Linked DNA regions of Gasterosteus aculeatus: regions 2 and 3 are each linked to region 1. A link is a contact called in public Hi-C data. All regions are on one chromosome and are shown on one strand. The core of a region is the stretch at or near the end of the contact, and the rest is flanking DNA. Distances in the headings are between cores, read along the strand shown. Region 1 holds the start of LOC120819420 (zinc finger protein 503). Region 2 overlaps LOC100462713 (disks large homolog 5). Region 3 overlaps LOC144408013 (a long non-coding RNA gene).

What was found. A called contact is a pair of places that touch in the nucleus more often than the background predicts.
Region 2: a Hi-C map of skeletal muscle shows a contact between it and region 1, with 6 times the contacts expected there. The contact joins the enhancer-like site here to the promoter of LOC120819420 in region 1. A contact is called at or near these places in 4 of 6 Hi-C or Micro-C datasets (skeletal muscle, tail fin and whole body).
Region 3: a contact with region 1 is called in a Hi-C map of skeletal muscle, with 2.5 times the contacts expected there. The contact joins the enhancer-like site here to the promoter of LOC120819420 in region 1. A contact is called at or near these places in 2 of 6 Hi-C or Micro-C datasets (skeletal muscle and tail fin).

The regions. Positions count from the first base shown.
Region 1 is chr5:12,360,630-12,365,132 of fGasAcu3.hap1.1, forward strand. It overlaps LOC120819420 (zinc finger protein 503), which reads left to right and starts at 2,261. Exons shown (of 2, transcript XM_040176817.2): 1 at 2,261-3,572; 2 at 4,052-4,503. The coding sequence starts at 3,318. The region is part of intron 1 of LOC144408013 (a long non-coding RNA gene); the gene reads right to left.
Region 2 is chr5:12,258,451-12,262,953 of fGasAcu3.hap1.1, forward strand. The region is part of intron 39 of LOC100462713 (disks large homolog 5); the gene reads left to right. Among protein-coding and RNA genes, the nearest start is that of LOC144407999, 52 kb to the left of the region's middle. Within about 2 kb of position 1,966, at least 1 of the 9 cell types and tissues checked has open chromatin away from gene starts, as enhancers often do.
Region 3 is chr5:12,292,148-12,296,650 of fGasAcu3.hap1.1, forward strand. All of the region lies in intron 1 of LOC144408013 (a long non-coding RNA gene), which reads right to left. Among protein-coding and RNA genes, the nearest start is that of LOC120819420, 68 kb to the right of the region's middle. Within about 2 kb of position 2,409, at least 3 of the 9 cell types and tissues checked have open chromatin away from gene starts, as enhancers often do.

The DNA.
Region 1 (4,503 bases), core at 1,011-3,510:
CCATGAGACTATTTCTATGCGTGCCGTAAAAAGCAGGTTTTAAAATGTTGAATATATAAAAAGGGTGAAATAACAACTGCTGGATTTCTACAGGGAGCATTTACATTGTGAATACCATAGTTTCAGCCCAAGTATAAAGGCCGCATCCCCTATGTTCCCACAGTCCTTGCTTCACAGGACCGCAGTTAGTTAAGGCTGCTAATTTCCAGATAGACGCACCACTCTGGGTGACACTCTGGGGCTGTACTTAACCATTATTAATGTGACAGGCCTCAGTGGAAAGCAAATCAATTAAACAGGAGCAATCACCATAGTCTGGATAACGGCCTTTTAAGGCTGTTTTCATGTGACAAGGAGGTCCTGGATACAGGCCTCTGCGCCGGGACCTGACAGGTCAGGAAAGTGGCATGAAACAATAGCACCTTCTAACCATCATCTCCCCTTTTTACCTGTCAGATCCAGTCGGCATGTCTGGCTGCTGACGCGGCGCGCCCTGTGCCGACTGACACAAGGTGAATTTTCACGTCGGGTCGAGGGAATTTCTTATTCCATTTCCTAGACATTATAATGCAGCCTTTATCTACCCCCCCCCCTGTCTCCAAGGGCTTCTGCGCCTGAATTTGACATTTTTCCAGTTACAGGTCCTTTGTGATGTTTTTGATGTGCACGTACAAGTCTGGGGAGCAGAATTATCATCGGACTGGAGCAGTGACTTCCCTTCATACCGTTCATGGATACCTGGGACCTCCAAACGCTCTGAAAAACCACAGAGATATGACTTTTACATTTCGTCATCAGCAATTTTCATTTAATAGAAAAAACACTTTAGATTTTAAAAACTGAACTACAGTATCGTACGCATGAATTTGTTCAATCAACGCTGCAGTAACCATTTTACTTGCAGAGCTAAATTATACAACAAACATTATACAACAGTCATAGAAGCAGCTCTTGTTACTGACTTATTGTAATTATTTTCAATTATTAATCAACCAATAAACGGTAAAGTTGTCAACATTTATGGTTTACTTTAAAGCCATAAAAGTTAATGCAGGAGACTGCTGGAGGATAAAATCAACCACCAACTTTGCTCATATTTGATATGGGAACAAAAACACACAAAAAAAAATGTATGTAAAATGTAAATGTATCCTTAAAATAATGAAATAAAGATTCTGAGAAAACCATGGGCTATGTGTCAAATGAACACATTTTTCCTATATAGATGTCAATTTGTGGGGCTAAAATGTTATATTTTGGATATTTGTAACCGACTGCCCTTTGGGTGAGTTTAATAAAGAAACACTGCGTGTTGTAAAAAGGATTCAGCGAACCTCAACTCAGTTTACTCCTCACTTTGCAGAAGTTTGACTTTTTTCTGAATTCTTGACTAAACTGGACTTTTGAAGAAAAACACGACTAAATCCTTGAATTAAAAGGTTAATCCTTGATCTTAAAAATGCAAAGCCCAGAATAGAGGCTTGTTTTATAATCACCTACATGAGGTGTACCCAAACCCTGCTTGTAAATGCTTGTGTTTGCACAGACTCTTGGTGATTCATAAATGTGTCCTTGTGTAAAACACTACCAGGCGGTTTTAAGCTTTCCGTTTTAAAGTAATGAATTACGGCGGCTAAAAAAATGTGCAGCCATTTACGGATAAAGCCGAGAATTTGGTGTCTGCCGCAGCGAGCCATCCATCACGTCCACAATAAAAGGAGTTTTTGCCTGACGGTCGAAATTTATAGTCGCCCTTCTCTGCCCCAATAACTCAAAGCGTTGTGTCAGAGCTTGACAGCCGTTGCCGAAAACAGCACCCCTGTTATCAATCAAAAAACACTTGCATATGTTTAACTTTCGCCTGATCAGCAAGACATTTATAGGCTATTGAGTAATAAGATAAGTGGGTGTATTTCGATGAGAAGAAGTGTGGAAGCTTTAAATGATTAATGGCAGCTACAAAAGGTTTTTTTTTTTTCTTCAGCGTTCTTGGAATCCAAAGAAATCATTTTTGGCTGGAATGTGGTGGAATATTTTTAATCCAAAGACAAAAAGGAGACTTGGGGGAAAAAAGGACATGCTGTTAAATAGATGTCTGTCGCAGAATTAAAGCGCTGCCAAAATGCCCCACAGCTTATCTCCAATTAAACAAATCACAGTTTTGAGTTCAACCAGACCAAGCAGACTAACGCGGCTGAATCGTGATGGAGCAGCAAGAGGGAGGGACACATCTCTTCCTCACTCCACGTCGCATGGATTCACTCTGCAGTCGTTGACCTGAATAACGACTGAGAAGAGGCAAACACACACAAAAAAAAAAACTGCAGACAGCTGACAGATATCTGCCGTGCACGACAAGAAAGTGACAGATGACAGGCGGCCTGATTGAGAGGAGAAAGTTGAAATGTGAAACATGCCGATGGTTATCAGTGCACGTTGAAGTCAATGTCTGTTCAGAAAGGCCAACGGTTACTTTTTTTGGTGTCAGAAGTTCTACATCTGGTGCAAAGATGCCCTGCTTCTTATAAGGAGGAATCATTTGCAAATGAGTTAATAAGATGGGCAGTTTAAGGAATATTTACTCAAAAAGGACTTACGGTGGAAAATGTGTGTTAATGTACAACATATTGGTTCAGAGGAGTCACTTTGCCCAGAATCCCTCAAACAAAAGCATTTCATACTTCGTCTGGAATAAAGTGTGAATTGCAACGCAACTTGTCCTCACTTGGGGAAGAAGAAAGAAGGTGTAAAACAATGTAGTTTTGATCCAGATGTCAACCCGGTCCACCTTCCCCAAAAACCACACTGGCTGCAAGGGCGGCGCGTGCGATGAAGCGGCCAATCCCGGAAACACTCCTGTGCAAACTCGAAATTAAACGCGCTCCGAGTGGCTGAAACGTGGAACGCGCACTCGCACGAGGAGGGAGGGAGGAGGAGAAGTCGTCGCATTCACCGGAGCCCCTTCCTCCTTCACCCCGGGATCTCCCTTTTGATTGGAAGGCGGCGACGGCCGTGATGCGCGGACTTTATCCCGCGGCCGCTGGAGAGGAGGCGGAGTGATCTCTGCTGCGCGCAGCACTACGTAAACACACGAGTGCGCGCTCGGACCCTCAGCCGCGCAGAGTCACAGCGACGCCCGGGACGAAGCAACGCGGCCGCGCGGATTCTGCTCTCACACACCGCGCGTCTCTTTGGAGGATTTAACGTCGTTTGTTACTTCATCCGGCTTTTAACCGTCTGACGACTTTGAGCATTTTGGCTTCATTTACCCCACAGACACACATGTATTTCTCAGCCGTTTCCGCGAGAATTGGGTCATGATCACATCGCCCACGGTCTCTGTCCTGAGAAATAGCACCAATCCAGCGTGGGAGAGCGGCTCCTCGGGGGAGAAGGGCGCAGTGAAGATCAGCCGGCTATTCCTCCACAACCCCGTCTCCGCTGCACACCCTTCTCGCCAAGCCAGTCGTCTCCCCATAAAGGTTTTGAAAATGCTTACCGCTCGGGCAGGACACATGTTACACCCGGAGTACCTTCAGCCTTTGCCGTCCACTCCCATCAGTCCCATCGAGGTAAGAACCGACGCGGTGTTTTGGCAGAACGTTTGCGCGCACGGGCTCCAATCGGAGAGTGTTTCACTTCCAACGCCTCAAATCGGCTGTTCCAGTTATATTTTTTCTGGACAGATTGTAACATCGTGTTTTACGGGGGGAAAGAATAGCCCCCTAATTAGATTTTTTAGACCCAATATCCGGGATTTTTCTTTTTTTTGGACTGCGGGTTGAATTTGGACTTAAGACCGTGTTGTAGCAAACTGATGTCCGTGTTTGTAATGTCACGTTCGATCGTTCTTCGGTGTCATGTAAATCAGCTCCGTGCGCGCGCGCGCTCCCTATTTACACGGAGTTGTTTTTTAGTTTCATCCAGAGAAGTTCATGCGCAATGCGTAAACTACGCGAAATTGTCCTGTGTGCTTATTTGCCACAACACATAACATGTACACGTGTCTTGCGTGGTTTGTATTAAAAGTGTCCTGTGTCTTATTTCGCAGCTGGATGCAAAGAAAAGTCCACTTGCTCTCTTGGCCCAGACGTGCTCCCAGATCGGAAAGCCGGACCCGCCGTCCTCCTCCAAGCTGTCCTCTGTGACCTCCAATGGATCTAGTGACAAGGACACCAAATCCGGTCCGCTGAAAATGAGCGACATCGGAGCCGAGGACAAATCTAGCTTCAAACCTTACTCCAAATCGTCGGAAAAGAAGGACTCGGGCAGCAGCCTCAGTGGAGATAAAACCAGTTTCCGGGTGCCTAGCGCCACCTGCCAGCCATTCAGCCCAAGGACAGGCAGCCCCAGCTCCTGCACATCAGTCTCCCCTCTGCCGGCCGACGGCAAGGCGGAGGACAAGGAGGGAAAGAAGGAGTCTGATAGCAATAAAAGCAGCACTGCAGATAATAACGGCAGCCACAGGTTAAGTGGAATTACCTCTGATGGCAGCCATCACCA
Region 2 (4,503 bases), core at 716-3,215, 100 kb before region 1:
ACGCAGCCCAAACCAGGGTTATTTAGTGAGGTGGCACAGTTTCAAACAGCAAACGGCAAGTTCCCGGGGAGGGGGGGGGGGGGGGGGTTGTTATGTGTTTGTTAAGAATTTTTTAATGGATGTATGGTCTTGCACAAAATGTTGTCACATTTACTGTCAGTTTCAACTCTCAGCTAGAATTAGAAACCAGTTCTTTTATTCAAGAGTTGTAAACTCAATAGACATGCTCCAGTCATGTCCCGTGACACAGTGGACATGAGGTTGGAAGGGTCACGTTGACGTGAGGGCTGAAGTCATTTTTGTCTCTTCTGCTGCTGAAACAAAAATAATGACTTGCCCTTCTCTCACCTTCCACTCATGTCACACTTTTACCCATCACCTCTCGACTTAAGGACATCATCTTACCCCCCCCCCTTCCCTTCCCAGTACCCCATATGTCCCACTAATGGCCTGAACCGATTTAACCACAAAGTGTGGAACAAGTGAACAATTCCTAATGTCACATTTGCACGCTATCGAGACAAAGTCTTATGTTGTGCATCTCAGCAGCAGCCGTCCTCTGTGCCCTGTCTTGCCTTTGTCCAACTCTTCCTCCAGAACGACCGTCTGCATTAACCTGCTCTTCCTCTCCTCTCGTCCGAACCCCGTGACTGTAGCCAGGAAGCTCGCCTACAAGAAAATAAGACTGGCATGTTGTTTTGATTGCGGCCGCTCAGAGCGGGACTGCTCTTGCATGCCAGTTAATGTGCGTTGTAACATGGACTCCCCTCAACGCGACATCCCACTCTCTGCTGTCTCTGTTAATGATTGCTCGGCCACTTTACGTGCCTGTAAGTTGTCGCCATGACGTGTGCCCTTCAGTGTTTGTCACATGCGCTGTGCTGACCGTGTCTTTTAGCTTGTGTGCCGCCTGCAGTAGCTCTAGCAGCTGTGTCGCTTTAGTGTTCTAAGCTTTATGATTTCCAGTCGGCTCGTCGTCTTTTCCATGTGCTTTCTTGGAGTTGACTTTTAGCCGTGGTGAAGCATGCCCGTGTACTGTTTTGCTAGTGTTTTCGTCCGAGAGTGTAAATTCAAATGGACCTGTAGTTTAAATGAACTAAATGGTCACTAATACATTTTTGCAGAGCTTGAACCTTAATCCTAGCGTGCTGCCTCCACCGGTGACCTCACCAACGAGTTCACAAGATGTTAAACACCAAAGCCCTGAAAAATGTACAGCTGTGCATCCCCGCCACAAATCTCTTGATTCCCACTCAGGGAACCTTTTGTGGCGAATTTGCATGCATGTTGTTAAATTATTTGTTTTTGTAGGTAAACACAAGTGCTATAATGTCCGTGCAGAGTGCGATTTCATCTTTAAGAATAACCCAAATAACATTTAACGTGATCCAAATATTTCACTAGCGTACATGTGCGGGTGAGCAGGATAGAATTTGAGGCCTGAAGGGTTCTTCTGAGCGGAGCACTACAGATTGAGGTTAATATACTGTAATTATTAAATCAAGTTAGGAACTTGAACAGCCTCTGAGGGAATATCTCCCAAACATCCGTACACTGATCGCCGATGGAGAAGCTCTGGCTTGTATTTTCTAACATCACAATGTAACCTTGATATTGACTACATTTTACTTTAATAGCTGGAATACAGTTGAATTAGAACTAGATTGTAGTTGATTGAAAGACTACAAAAGACAACAAAATAGGGCTGGATCGTGTTGTATTTTGGCGAATCAACCTGAACTGAATTGAGCTGCATATAAACTCAAGTGTGATTCCCCTTTATATCCAAAAGGCGCATTAAATTGTACTGATACATCGCAGAAGGCATGAAGAATGTGTCTGTTTGCAGAGTGTTGATACAATTTGCTGGAAAACATCGCGGACTGTCATGCAGTCTTAGGGAATGTCTCTTGATCAAAGGCCGCTCTGTGAAATAGCTCTGGGCGTTTTCCACCCCTCAACATGTCTTCCAGGCTCGCGGTGCCCGCGAGCGCCGCCTTGGCCGGCCGAGCTCCGCGGCCGCTGTCGACATGGGGCGGGGAGACGCGCGGAGCGAGGCCTTATGCGGCCTGACGTGGAAATTATGTTTGCATTTTCATTTTTTGGAGTGCTACCGGTTGTCATGAAACTCGGGGTGACAGTTTCTAACCACCAGGCAGTTGAGTGCCCCCCGCCCCACCCACCCAACCCCCCCTCTCCTCCTCTCTCGTTGTGGGACAGATGCTAGCCTGTTAGTCCGGTGACTCGGCTCGCGCCCTCCCGATTGCAGGCGACAGATGCCAGGACCAGCAAGGTCTCTGTTTGAACATTGCTGTCACTGTCCTGCCTTAAGCTCAATGCATGACCTTTGTTGTAAAGCAAGGGGTTGAAATAAGGTACTAATGAGCATGTGAGGGACCCGTGGCTCCAAAAAGTGAGTCACAAAGTCCCATCCGTTTGTGCGGGTTTTGTCGGGCAGCGCAGGAAAATGGCTTTTGGGAAAGAAGAAAAAAATAAATAAACCGAATGCTCTAGACCTAAGAACAAGAAGAGTATTGTCTCATATTAAATTCTTCCATATGTATCGCCTGACTAAATGTTAATGAAGGGCTGCCTTGTAAACGTATGACAGGCTAAACTTTGGTTGACACTTTACAGACTGTTGGGCCAAGAGGCAGATGATATTTGAATGATTGTGGACCTGCATCACAAACGAGTAAAAAAAACAAAAACCCAAAAAATAGACTTTTAGCTCTGCTTAAATAAGTCGTACTTCACTTTGCAGCTATTATCCTAGAAATGTATTAGTCAACCGACTCCAACAAAATAACAAACTTTCTTTAGCTTCTCTGTTGTTTGTCTTTGTAAATCTATGTTGTGTCTGTATGCTTTTTAAAAAAAAAAAAATTTATTAGACAAAACAAGCTATTTAAAGATATCAGTTTCGTCATTAATTGATTGAGAAAATGATCAACATATATCCTAAACTTTGGTGTAAACAAAAACAAAACAAATACCTACTGCTGACGTCTTTTGAGTTGAGAATAACCAAATTGTTGACCAGATTCAGCCTACAAACGCCGACAATGTTCTTTCTACAGTTTAAACTCCCTGGCTGAAAAATCAAATTCCTAATTAATTCTCGTTTAATTTCTCATTGCTCTCTCCATGTTGTCTTCAAGGCACCACTGTGTTAATGTGCCTTAAAGAGAAATCTGTCCGCCTTGGTTGTCATTTATAATTTGCTTTCATTACAGCCCGTTCTTCCCTGTAACCTCTCATCTGTCTCTGCGTTTTTCTCAGCTAAAAATAGCTATAATGGATATATCAAATCAAGTAAGTTTTGATTTCCATTCTCTTCCTTTTTGTCATTTGTTTCTAACCCCTTCCACTTTTCCATTTTCAGCTACCACCTCTTGGGCTGTCGCTAACCGGCTGCACTGTTTGCTGCTCATCACTCTATCCAGTCATCGTTATGTTTTACATGCAAAGCAATAGGAAATTGTGTGGTTTGTGTCGGGTATCGGTTACAGCTCAGCAGTAGATGGTGCTACTGCTTCACTGTGCCTGGAAATGAATTAATCTGGTGAAAACACAACAACATTCACGTGCGCAAGAATTTATAATGCCGATTCATTTTTAGAGCACAGGCAGGAAGCATAAAAAAAAATCCAAACGGGTGAGAATTAGTTTGACGATTTCTCAGTTCATCTCAGTCTCATCGCGCCACCAAGAGGAGTGTGAACCGTGTGCGTCGTCCACTTCAACAGGGTTCTGTGATAGGCGGCAAATGTGCCACAATGAGTTGTCACGGAGAAGCGCTGTGCATGTTTGACGTGGGGCAGATGAATAGTGGAGGTCTGGAGCTGGGAGGATAATCTGCTAGACAGCTGACTGTAGAAATAATCATCTCTATTCTCCTGTTTTAGCTCCTGGCTATTTTTTGTTTTTTGGGGGGAAAAAGAGCTTCCCTTTTCTCCATATTGTACCAACATATTGTTACCAGTTATGCTTATGTCAGGGCACCGGCGGAGATGTAAACCGCTAAATTCATTCGCCGCCTCCATCAGGAGTGAACTGCAAACAGCAGCTAGTGGTTGTTAAATCACCTCCTTAACAATCGCTGGAACACCTGAGAGCGTTTTTATTAATTCATGTTTATTATAAATATCCAACTAAATGTCAAATCCAACATTTCAATGGTGGCTATACCAAGTGGTTAAGTGGTGTTTAATAAAAATGAGTTTTTTAAATTATTCAGCTATTAGCATTCTTGTGCCAGGAAGAATTACCCCCAAAAAGCACTGATTGTTCTTTAATTATGGTAAGAGTCACAATATGTTTTATTAACATACACATCGCAGGTCTTATTGAAGTCAGTTTGAATTAAATCCTATCTTGCGGTTAATGCGAGGAATCAGAGGGTCAAATCCTAAAGCTTCCTCATTGTGAAATCTGCTCATGCAGATTGTATTCAGTTTTATGCACCCTTGTTTTAAAGCCTGTCTCCCTGAGATGCCTCCA
Region 3 (4,503 bases), core at 1,159-3,658, 68 kb before region 1:
AGCCTTTCATTTCCTTAGGTGCGCTGTTAAAAGGCGGCTCCGGCCTGCCCTGACTAATTTCCTCTCAGCCTCACAGATCACAGGCCTTTCCCACCCAGTGCCCCCTTTGCTCCCACAAAGACCCTCGTAATCCTGCTGCTTGTCCACAATTAATCTTCCCAGTCGCCGTATTATTAACACAACCACCCACGGGCAGAGGATGCAAATGTGAAGCCAGGAACAGGCCTCTCTGTGTGCATCATACACCCCCCCCCCCCCCACAGCGGAGTGGCAGAAGTGTCAATCACTCCAGGGGTTTAAACCGCTGCCCACTGTCAGCATCAAGGGCTTTTCAACCCCTCCTTGCCGTCTGCTGATCAAACAACGTGACCCCCCCCTCCCACCTCAACCCCACAGTCGAGGACCCTCTCGGCTTTCTTCTTCATCTACCGAGTCCTGTCTGTTTAATTCTGTCCGTTTCTCTCTCCTGCTCTCTAATCGTTCCTGCCTTCCTGTGTCCTTTATCTTTCTCACAACCTAAATGGGGGAGACACAAAATCAAAATGAAATGTCTCTGAGATTTAGGTGGTCATGTTTTACTTTTGTCAGGCATTTTATAGACTTTTATTAACGGAGCAATGGAAAATGTCATCAACAGGTTAATGACTAATAATCACTTGAAGCCCTCCCATTTCTTTTTTGTGTATGTAACCATTTGGCTTTTTGAATGGTGTGGGGGAACTGGTGGGAAATCAAACAACTACGCCTAAAACCTGGGCAGTAGGATTGAATTAATACCCTCCTGAGAAAAAGGAGAAGTCGTTGCATCAAAGTGATAAAGCAAACACTGGCTGGTGTGTCAAAATAAACTGTTTTTCATAAGACATGCTGGGATGTTGTGAATGTGTCTTGTGCTTCTTGGCGATGAAGGAGATTATAAACACTGGAAGAAAAAAAAAAAAGAAAAAAAAAGGAACTGAAGCGATTTTCCTCTTTGTGTTTGCCTTTTTGTGTTAAAGGCGTGTGATCACTGCAGCCGTCCCGTCCTAGCCGCTAGCATGTACACTCTACAAATCACAGTGCTGATCAAAGCTGCCGCTCTGAGAATCGCTTGGCACTACTTTAAAAGAACATGAAATAATCCCAATCCAGCCACCCTGAAAGACCAGGGGACGAGCGCAAGAGCTGAGGCTCCTCCAGAAGTTAGTCACTCTATTCCCCTTTCGCTGTCACTTGACATGAAAGTAATGCCAGTTCTGTGGAGATCCCAGCTGTTCCCCTGCGGTTGAAATGCTATTGTGTGTCAGACAAAGAGTGCGGTTTTCACTGCACCCCCATGTTTGCATGCATGACCAGCACTCTCAAATAAGGCCCCTCAGATCTAAATGGCGAGCTCCACTCGGCAGAGGAGGCAGCGGGCAGCTTTGTTAGCGGTGAGAAATGACGTGGGGGCGTCCAAAGTGAGAAGCAGGCGCTCACGTCTCCACAGAAGCGCTTTCATTGCGCCGAGGGGGCCTCCGCTGTGAAGACAGCCCTGCTGAGCAGAGGCATGTTGTTTACCGAAGTAGCACGCTAAATGATACAAGGCGGCCGCGTGCTGCCGTCGTCCCATCGCAGATTAGGCGGCAGATAAGTTTTGGTTAAACAAACATTTCGCACAGGCGCTTCTCACAGCAGGAGCCGCATGAAAAAAAGAAAAGAAAAAAGGCCCATGCGACCCGACAAAGGCACCAAATGTCCCTCGGCAGTTAGTGGAGATCAAAAACAATCAGACGGCCATAAACACAGCTGATGGCGCTTTGTGCGTGCCGAGCGTCTACAAATAGCCTTTTGCTTACATATTCAATCACTGAAGTTTGAAATCACCACGTTGCGTTTGTTCACAGGAAACCATTGATGAGAAACAAATGTGTCTCGCCAAACTGTCAGTTGTTCGGAGTTATAGACGCACGACTCGAGCCGGCGGCCGAGCGGCACCATCGCGTGTAACGGTTACTTCAATGTCGTCCTTTCGTCTGGTCTTCATGCTACTTCCTGCGCGTCGTACTGAAATGTTGCATTTCTCTAAACTTCTCATTCACAAAGCACAACTTCACAAGTTCACGAGGTCAAGGCTCAACTCACTGTCAGCGATCAAAGCCATTATCAGAGAAACCCAGGAAAACATGTTTCTGCTGAAAGAGAAACTCTCACAGGGATATATCAAGGCCTTGGATTTGGAAAAAAAAAAAAAAAAAAGATTGTCTGTCAGTAAAATATGTGATAGCGTTTCAAGCTTCAAGGGGCTCCTGGGAGCCGGAGAATATGATGTGAATAACAAACCTTGATTCTGAGGCCCAAACAATAAAAAAAAAAGCGAGGTACTATATGCAGGCTTTGTATAAACATCTAAAGTAGTAGATAACATTTCAGTGGCCACTGTTTAGATGCTAAGATAAGATACAAACTACAGGAAGCACCTTGACAGAACAGCTCAACAACTGTGACTCAGTAACTATGTCGGTTTGGCATGTGCCACGGCCCCCGTCCAGCTGTGAACACTGACTCATTCCTTTCAGTATTCCTAACGGCCAGGAGTTTTCAGCAAAAAAAAGCTCTCTACGCTGCCAAATAACAGACAAAGGAGAAGGTTGAGCAGCTGAAGGTGGATTTCTTCAAGGTTGGACCAAAGCAAAGCTAAAAGGAGGGAGAAGCATTCACCAGGTGGACAGAAATGTGGCAGCTGGATCCATAATTAAACATAGTTTTGTTTGTAATAATGCTAATAAGCTAGCTTTGCATTTCTGTTTTTTTCCAGCGGCCAAAATGGATTAATAGAGCCGACAAGTCGCCAACGCGCCGACGACAGCTTGGTGCTTTTGTCAGCGCTTGGACATCTTTCCCCACAGACGTGTGGACGAGGACAGAACGGGCCGTCTGACAGGACGAGAAGAACAAACCGCCCACGTCTCCCGCGTGAGAGCGAAACGCGCGGCAGGTTAGTCGGAGCTCGACGGAGACGAGCAGCATGGAGGTGGTGCCAAACCGACGTCATGCGAAGCGCTGATGCACACAAAAGGCCTCTGGTAGAATTTAATTGCAGCACCTGTAAATAAATATGTCAGTAATCTGAAACTGAGAATACACGGACGAGGCACAGCTATGATTCACATGACTGGGTGACTTTGGGGGACGTCAATGTCGGGTCTGTACAATAATGAGCCAGCAGTTGAACTCCTTCCTCGTGGTGAAGTAATGGTTCTCAATACCAACGCTGCAAATTGGAAACATAAACATTACAAAACACTCCATGGTCACCGTAACAATGGACGTCAGAATTAACAGAGCCAGACATCAGTTTTCAAAATGTCAGCTGCCGCGTCAGACCTCCGCAAACACGTATGCCTCACATCACCTGAACACGTGTAGGTAACACAATTTAATTACAACAACAAAAAACTGTAAACACGACTGTCTTTCATGCCTTTATGTATGTGGACAAGACGACAAGGTGTTAAGTGGAAATAAATGTGCCTTGACAGCCACATCAAAGCGTGCAGCACGGGGCTCACTGCTACTTAAGGCCCAGGAATGCTGTTGCTAAGCATCAAACCCTTTAAGGACTTTACTATTTTTGAGCGGGTCACTGGAGGCCAGGAACTCTTCCGTGTCCCCGATCATTTAGAAATCCTTACAAATAAAAAGTGTGATTTTTACACAACATTAGATGCAAATCATTTTCTGGGGTTAGCTTTTGGGTTACCAAACAAGTTTATATCTTTAGACCTCTAGATATTTACTGCCACATTACTATTTGTTGACTAAAGAGCTGTAAATCTGACTGTCCCCCAGCACTGACTCACATTCATACAGCATTCACACAACGCGAGGGATTTGGGGTTTCTGCTTGTTTCTATGTACCGAATCACGCTTTAAAGTCAACTACGCCATATCGTCCAGCATGCCAGATTTGCCACGTCATTCACCACTTTGACAAGCAGTGCATTTCCGGGTCGGGGAAAGGAAACAAATCGAAGCACCACAAGTCTCACTTGTAGGAAGTAGAAGCGATAGGTGACCTCTCACTAACTTGTAATCTGCAGAGTATTAGTCATAACAACAGTGGATAAATCCCTTTGAGAGAGTTGAGCCGTCTAAGCATGGCATGGGGGCTGCCTGGCCAACAAATCTCCTTTTTCTTTTTCTTTTTCAGCTCATTGTTAGGATGAAAGAAAAATGGTGCAGCGGATTACAGAGAACAATCATGCATTATTAGCAATAAAAAGGAAAAAAGAAAATTGAGAAAGAGCTTTGTGAGAGGCCACTCATCGCCAATTACCCACCACATCTGACAGCCCGAGACAGATTCCATCAGAACTCCCAGTTACAACACAAACTGTTTGAGTTAGAAGCCCCTCTTGTTCACAGAACGCTGTTATAACTTCTTAGCAAGATAGTTACTGAATTGTGTCGAGTTCAGCAGAATCCTTAGTTAGTTACAGTATATTTCTGGTGACCGCTACTCGATACCAACAAGCAGGTAAT